Linked DNA regions of Drosophila melanogaster: region 2 is linked to region 1. A link is a contact called in public HiChIP or PLAC-seq data. All regions are on one chromosome and are shown on one strand. Each heading gives the region's core, a stretch centred on a gene start, on an enhancer-like site or on the middle of the called end of the contact. The rest is flanking DNA. Distances are from core to core; before and after follow the strand shown. Region 1 holds the start of wac (wee Augmin). Region 2 holds the start of CG32344.

Evidence for each region. HiChIP or PLAC-seq counts read pairs in DNA pulled down with a chosen protein or histone mark.
Region 2: an H3K27ac HiChIP or PLAC-seq map of the Kc167 cell line shows a contact between it and region 1, with 2.1 times the contacts expected there. The contact joins the promoter of CG32344 here to the promoter of wac in region 1. A contact is called at or near these places in 6 of 107 Hi-C or Micro-C datasets (the D17-c3 cell line, the Kc167 cell line, the S2 cell line and 2 more) and 1 of 6 datasets of contacts at active chromatin or transcription factors (the Kc167 cell line).

What each region holds. Positions count from the first base shown.
Region 1 is chr3L:256,065-259,672 of dm6, forward strand. It overlaps wac (wee Augmin), which reads left to right and starts at 2,112. Exons shown (of 3, transcript NM_001274265.1): 1 at 2,112-2,331; 2 at 2,387-2,699; 3 at 2,759-3,033. The coding sequence starts at 2,328. The coding sequence ends at 2,933. DIP2 (DISCO Interacting Protein 2) reads right to left here and starts at 1,890. Exons shown (of 16, transcript NM_138175.4): 1 at 1,489-1,890; 2 at 1,066-1,137; 3 at 585-992; 4 at 150-529. The coding sequence starts at 1,561. It overlaps Tudor-SN (Tudor staphylococcal nuclease), which reads right to left. Exons shown (of 4, transcript NM_001274266.1): 4 at 2,979-3,608. The coding sequence ends at 3,439.
Region 2 is chr3L:322,251-326,020 of dm6, forward strand. It overlaps CG32344, which reads right to left and starts at 2,470. Exons shown (of 6, transcript NM_138184.5): 1 at 2,403-2,470; 2 at 1,799-2,348; 3 at 990-1,744; 4 at 643-918; 5 at 1-578. The coding sequence starts at 2,405. It overlaps Atac3 (Ada2a-containing complex component 3), which reads right to left. Exons shown (of 9, transcript NM_167828.4): 7 at 3,630-3,724; 8 at 3,505-3,574; 9 at 2,735-3,444. The coding sequence ends at 2,986.

The sequences.
Region 1 (3,608 bases), core at 862-3,361:
AAGAGTATAATTCTTTTAATACATATATTTCGGTCTTAGTCTGTTCACATCTGAACAGTATATATTTACTGCAATAAATATTCACAATCAACATATTGTCGAAGCTAGCTTTTTTTCCTCTTTAAATGTATTATTATTATATTACTCACAAGTGGGGGTAAGTTTTGCGGTGGTCGCCTTTCTGGAGCGCTATTCGGCGCCGTATACTTTTGATTTGTAATTTGGTTCTGTTTCACGTCTGTCCTCGCATGCTGCTGTGAACCCATCGATGATTCACGAATTGGAGGTTTAATTATCGGTTCTGGTGGCAGTATGCTATTGCTTATATGATCCCGTGGATAATTGTACTCCTTGTCGGGGGAAATTGTCTCCTCGGGTATGGATTCGTCATCCGTCGATGAGTCCAGCTCATCATTGCACCCAGGGCTTCGGTTTAATACAGATGTGCGCTTCGATGGCATTGGAAGGCTGGGTTTTGGCCGTCCCTTAAGAGCTGCAAGGGCCTGTTGCACAGCCTCTTGTCGTACTTCTAGGGGTCAGATGATCAGAGATAAAATGTTGTTGCTGTAACTTGTTCTACTAACCAGAATGATAACGTTTCTCATTGTGCGTTACTTTGCGCTGTGTGCGTCGTTGACGATGCTGACTATTATTAGTTGACTGTTGGTTCTGAAAAGCACTTGGTTCGCGAGTGTTCTGATACCCGGGATCGCCGACTGCTCCACCCTGCGGTCGCATATTTTCGTAGCCAGGAGCCCCAGCATTTCCGCTCTGTGGTGCCGATGACAAGCTCATGGCGGCTTGCTGATGGAAGTCAATTTTTTTGGAATGTCTTTGCTGCGAGGAGGACAGGGAGGGCACTTCAGTCACATAACTGTAGCCCTCGCTGGACACAATGACGCCGTCGTTATTGATGTTTCCGTGGTTGGTGCTGTTGTTGGCATTTTTAACGTTGTAGTATGGCGGTGGCGGCGTACTTTTCACTTTATCGCCTGTTCACAACAAAAGGATCAAGAACTTTCTGGTGACGACCAAACGACCAAATATCAATGTTTTCGAACATACCTTCTGGCTTCTTTAGGAACGGCTGCAACAGCTTCGCCCTTTTCTTTTCGTAGCCTTTCTGCGTAATGTCACCTAGAAAAGCAGATGGAATTGTTTTCTTAACGATTAATATGTCCGCTGGGCCTCGTCGTTTTTTGAAAAGCGTGGAGTAGCGACTGAATCATGTATTCATGCTGAAAGCCACACAACACAACACACACACTTTTCTTTTAATTGGTCGGTCCCCGACTATATGTGGGCAGCTTTCAGCGAAAGAAAAGCCGAGAACAGCACTTGTAATCCCATTTGGGGGCGACAAGTATCCAATGATTTGAATCAGACCAGACTACGTCTGCCACAGTTTTCACGCGATTTTCTACAACTCAGTCGCCGCACTTTAACAACAATATTTTATTTTTGTGTGTATTATTCAAATAGGTATACCTTCCGACAGCTCTAAGTCCAGTTCGGCGAGCTTCTCGCGGACGTAGCCAGGCAGCGAGGCAGTGTGCTCCATGGCAGATGAAAAGTGTGGCTTTAGGGTTTTGTTCTATCCTCTTCCTTGGAGGATTCGTCTAAACTTTGGCTGGTCGCAGTACACAAACACACCCAGACACCGCTACTTTCCCACTTCGTTGTCAAAAATCGATCGATTTGCCATTTATTCTATTTCACATTTTGCCGACGCAAATAAATACATCCGTACTTGCGCAGCACCAGTACTTTGGGTTAGTTAGAAAACACGATATTACGAATGTCTTTTACGAATTTGCACAATGAAAGTAAACAAAGAAAAATAGCAGTACAAATCGATTTTATGAACTAGCGAAAAATTGATAACTATTTCTTCATACTCTTGGGACAACGGCCTTTTTCAATTTTCGAGATGCGGTCACACTGCCCAAGTAATCGAACCACGAATTTAAGTGTTATTTTTAATGATATTAGGCATAGAACCATTACAATTAAAAAGCTCTATTATTTATTACTTTAATCGCTTGTCTCTTAAAATTCGATTCAACAAAAGCAATTGGTGGCATTTTGCTAGGTAGCCCTGAAATACTGTAGAGACTATCGATATCTGCACCTAAGGCGCCTATTATCACATTCGGATTACGAAGACAAAGACATGCGAAACCTGGATACGATTAGTGGCGAAGAAAAGCAAAGTCCTGCCAACTTAGTCTAAATTGTTTCTAAGCCGGCTGCCTATACGCCTGCGTTTTGAGCAAAGCGGTAGTATCTTTTTCGGAACCATCGATAGCTTGTCATCTCCAGTAAAAATGCGTGAGTTTATTTAAAAAAAACGCTAGGCATACAACTAATTATTCTTATGATGCAGAGAACTTGAAGATCCAAGAGGAAGTCAATTCATTGATGCGTCTAGGCCAGCACTTCGATGACCAGTTAAAGCTGGCTAGCGTCGAGTTGGGCGATTTCTCGGACGATGACCTGGCGCTCCTTGACAAATGCGCCCAATATTATTCACTTTTGCACATTCACGACATCAATCTGAACTACTTGCGCGACTTCTATTGTGCCAAGAAGAGGGAATGCATAGAAAACCGGCAGACCACAGTGCAGCAACGCGTAGAGCTGCAGCGCATCCTCTCGTCCATCGAGGAGGCGACTAGGGACGTAGTTATGTTGGAGAGGTATTGGTGAACAAATCCCTTTAATAGTTGAATCCCTGACCAAAACCATTCTTCTGCAGATTTAATGCTGCTGCGGAAGAGCGGCTCATCCCGGATATCGTCGTAATGCAGCGAAACGCCCAACAGCTTGCAACAAAACAGGCCTTACTGGACCGGCAAAAAACCCTTAAGATCCCAAAGGATTTTAGCATTGAAAGTGTCATCGAGAAGGTAGATTCGCTGGAGCAGCGCTAAAGAAGTGAATTGCTTTCGTTTTTAAAAAATTATTTAATTGTATTTACTCAGTAATGCAAAACACTTTACAAAAACATAAAATCTGCAAATTTTAAAGATGAATGTTGAGGTTTACAACTTGGAACACTACACAATCAGAGGGTGCACTTATTTTGGTTATTGTACGCATTTTAAAAACGTTCCAATTGTTGCTAGGTTGTGTCAAATATTTATTTAAAGTATCATGATAGGAAAACTAGAAGACCAAATAATAATTTGCCAGCTGCTTAAAGCATACAAAAAGTGTACCGTGTTCTTCCATGCCATTGCTCATATGTATGTATTTGTGTATTTCCAATGTGGTATATGTATCATATATATTGGTGTATAGATAGAATTAGTAATTTCATATTCTTTAAGTTCTTGCTTGTTGTTATGTATATAAAGGGCGGGTATGTGGCAGACAATCTTTTCGGCTAGCAACGCGCTCCACGCCACAGGCCTACTCCACGTTTCCGGGCATCTTTTAGCGGAACTCGGGCGCATCATCTTGCGTTATGTCACCGTACTTCCAGATGGCCAGATGCGCGACCCGAGCTGCTTCCTGCGCGGCTTTGTACTGGTCCACTAGTTCCTTGAGCTTCCGCTCTCCACGCTGTTCGGCCAGAACAAGGCCCTCGGCTACAAGCTGCTTTC
Region 2 (3,770 bases), core at 1,220-3,719, 67 kb after region 1:
TTCTCCTTCCACTCAGCATAACGACCTGTTTTAAAGGAGGCAGGAATCCACGCACCGGACTCGGTCCGAATTTTGTTGGCTCGCGGATCTTGTACAGAGACCATTTTTTTCTTAATTCGGTCCCACTTCTTAAGGCCGGGCTTGTGCTTCACTTCCTGGGATAAGTCGCGGTCCGACACCGAAAACTCGGCGTTCTGCGCCTGCCGCTCAAAGTTGTTAATGGCCAGACCATCCTCTGTGTGCTTGTCTGCCGACTGGTACGGCACATAGTGATCCTCGTCCTTGCTGTTTATCTTCCGCTTTTTCTTCTTTGGCTTGTCCTTGTAAAGGGCGTCCATGTTCTGGAGCCTCTTGGGCGCAACGACTTTATTGAAAGTACTACTAATAGCTTCCTCGTCGGCGGTGGGCATTCTGCCTGAGCTTGGGTTGAGCGCCTCGATCGTTTTCTTTTCCTCGTCTATGTCCTCTTCTGCGCGCTGCTGCCTAAACTTGTTGATTACTTCCGCATGCTGCATTCGTTTTTCCTTCATAACGATAAACTGCGTGGACTTTTGAGTGGTGTTGAGTTCAAAAACGGTCTGAAAAGGGCACAATTACTAATACGTGAGCGAGCATTTATCGTAAAACTGTTGAGAAACTCACACCACCAGGACGGAAACTACGCATCTTCACCAGTATATCGTGCTTTTCCTCCTGCAACTTGCGCTCTGCGGCGCTCACCTTTGCCTGCGACTCTGTTGATTGTCCACTAGCTTCAGCCGCCTGGGCGAGCACAGGGGCAGCTGTGAAGAAATCCTCCAATGGCTTGAGAGCAAAGAATTTAATTTTCTTTACACGCGCGTTGGCATCCGTGGAGGCTACTGGTCGGGAACTCAAGTATTTTTTGTAGGCGTTTTCGCTGGTGCGCAATACTCCGGCCTGCAGAAATACATGTACAATTACGTATCATTAGAAACCATAAAATGCAGTACACTCCATTTGAAACTTACAATATGGTGACTTTTCTTTATATCGGTCACTGTGAGGTGCTCTTCCTCGAGCAAATCTTGCGGAATGGTTCCCAATGCCGAGCTGTCGTGTATATTAAAGGGTCTGTTCAAGAACAAGTGCAGATCCAGTAGATGTGCTGTGTCGTCTGTGGATACAATAGAGTATGCGGTTCCTGTGCGACCAGCGCGAGCGCAACGACCTACCCGGTGGACAAACAGTTTCGGTTTACCCGGGAAGTGCAGGTTCACCACAAAGTCTAGACTGGGAATGTCAATACCACGCGCGGCCACGTCCGTGACTATTAGCACGGACACCTTTTTGTTCACAAATTTGGCGGTGTTTATTTTGCGTGCAGCTGGATCCAGGCTGGAGTAGACTGAGGCGTTGGAGATTCCAGCCTCAGTAAGTATGTACGAAATGAGTTCGACATGGTGCTGAGTACCGGCGAACACCACGGTTTGCGACTGCACCGGAATAACGTACTTAAGAAGAACCACAAGTGCTGTGTAGCGGTCGTCTGGTCGACAGTACAGAAACTTTAGAGCCAGCGCATCCGGGAGCTTGGATTCGACGTCTAAACGAATGAGCACTGGGTCGTTCAGTCCGGCACGGGCGAACTCTACTAGCAGTTTTGGCAGCGTGGCTGAAAACATGACCGTCTGCCGGGACGATGGCAATCTGTGCAACGTTTCGTTCAGTTGCTCGCCGAAGCCCATCTCGAAGAGTCGATCGGCTTCATCAAACACCACGTACTCTAGAGAGCAAATAAATTAATTCCTGCTTTTATGGTCCGCAACTATCAACTCACCTATGGAATTTAGCTTCAAGTCCATTTCTACGCACAAATGAAGAAAACGACCTGGCGTTGCAACAATTACGTCCGGACAGGTATGTATGGCCGAGAACTGTGAGTCCATGGAGTCGCCACCTAGCACCAGAATGCTCTTCAGTTCCATAAAGCGGCCCAGCTCCTTTATGAACTTATACGTCTGCACAGCCAGTTCGCGCGTCGGAGACAGGATCAGGGCACGGGCCCCCTTTGTGGGCTCGCGCCTCTGTAGCTTTTCAAAGAGCGGAATCAGAAAGCAGGCCGTCTTGCCAGAGCCCGTCTTGGCCATTGCCACCACATCGCGTCCCTCCAGGATCAGCGGAATCGTTTTCCGCTGTATGGGGGTGGGAACCTTGTAACCCCGCTTGGTGATGCCCTTTATCAGCTCGAAGCCCAGGCCCATCGACTGGAATCCACCACTCTTGTTCTTCTTGGACTTGGACTTGAGAATGTCGGCGCCCCGGTCGCTGGTGCCGGCATCGTTGTCCAGTGATGGAAAGCCTGGTATTTCATCCGCCTGCTTCTTACGCTGCCAATGCAAAGTATGTATTGAAAGCTAAGCAACAAGAGACAATCCTCTTACCATATTTTTTTTGTTTTGAATAAAAACAACACGTGCAAAATCGATGACTATTCCACACTATCGATAACTCCATAAATTATCCAACACTGATTTCTTAAAAATTGACTAACGCTACAATATACCGCATTGTAATTGGCGCTTAGATTTTCATTTGATTAACTCGCGTTTTATTATTTTAATATTTACTATTTTGAGTAGACCATCTTTTAAATCGACCATATATACACTGCCGATTAAAATTAGAGGATAGCTTACATATGCCCAAAGGGAAAAAACCTCATAAGACCTCGACCAAACGGGAAAATAACAGATATAAAAGACTGGTGCGATTTAATAGCTATGTAAATGTATTAAATAAATGCTACATCTTGTGCAGATTATGGATTGAAAATGAATTTTTTAAACGATATATTTCTATCGACATCCGAATTGGTTTAAAGCTCTCATAGCATTCAAGTTATTAAGGTTTCGATAAGAAATGGTATGAAATCGTCATTAAACTGGGTGCTTTACAAATGCACTTATCGGCTGAATATCCTAAATATACCTTATCGAACTTACGCTAAACTTATCTTTGCATTAACTAAACGTCCTCTCCAAAATCCAAGTCCGCCTCCGACTCTTGAACCAGCACCATCTGCTCCAGGCGGTCAATGCGCCTCAGCATTTCCTCCTTTTCCCGCTGAAAGGAGTCGGCCCGCCGCCGCAGGTCTTCGTTTTGACGCCGCAACTCGTGAAGCTGGCGACAGATCTCAGAAGAAGTTAGCAGCGGCATCACGTTCGGAGATTTCGGCGACTGCTTCGTCGCATTGACGATTGTCTTGCCAGGTGCCGCCCCGTTGTTTACTGCGCCTTGGCCGGATCCTGCCGAGAGTGAAGGTCGCAGCTGTATCGTCTGGACGGTGCCCACTTGTCCCCTAAGCGAACTGCCCGACGCGGGATGGCCTGAAGGCAGTGGGGATGGGACCGCGGCTTCGTTCTGGCTGTGTGATTCTTCTAGCGCAGTGAGATCCTGCGGCCTTTGCAGGGAGGGGAGCTTTAACTAATTAAGCGGGGTTCAAGTAAAGTAAGGAGGTGAGCTCAGAAACTATTTAATATTCACCTGTCGAGCCTGCAACTGGCGCATGTTGACTAGCTTTGTGCCATCGGGAAGATGCCGCACCATTCCAGAGCTGTCGATAAGGCAAGATCTTATATATATCTCCCAAATATGTGAAATTAACGTACCTTGCCAATGAGGCGGGTATTTTCTGAAGGGACTTTGCCGTGCTGTCCGATCCGTAGAGTTTCTTAAAATCAGTCAACGAGATAATGCGTATATTCTGCCCTCAAATATTAATTATTATACGAATTAGCGAAACAAAACAA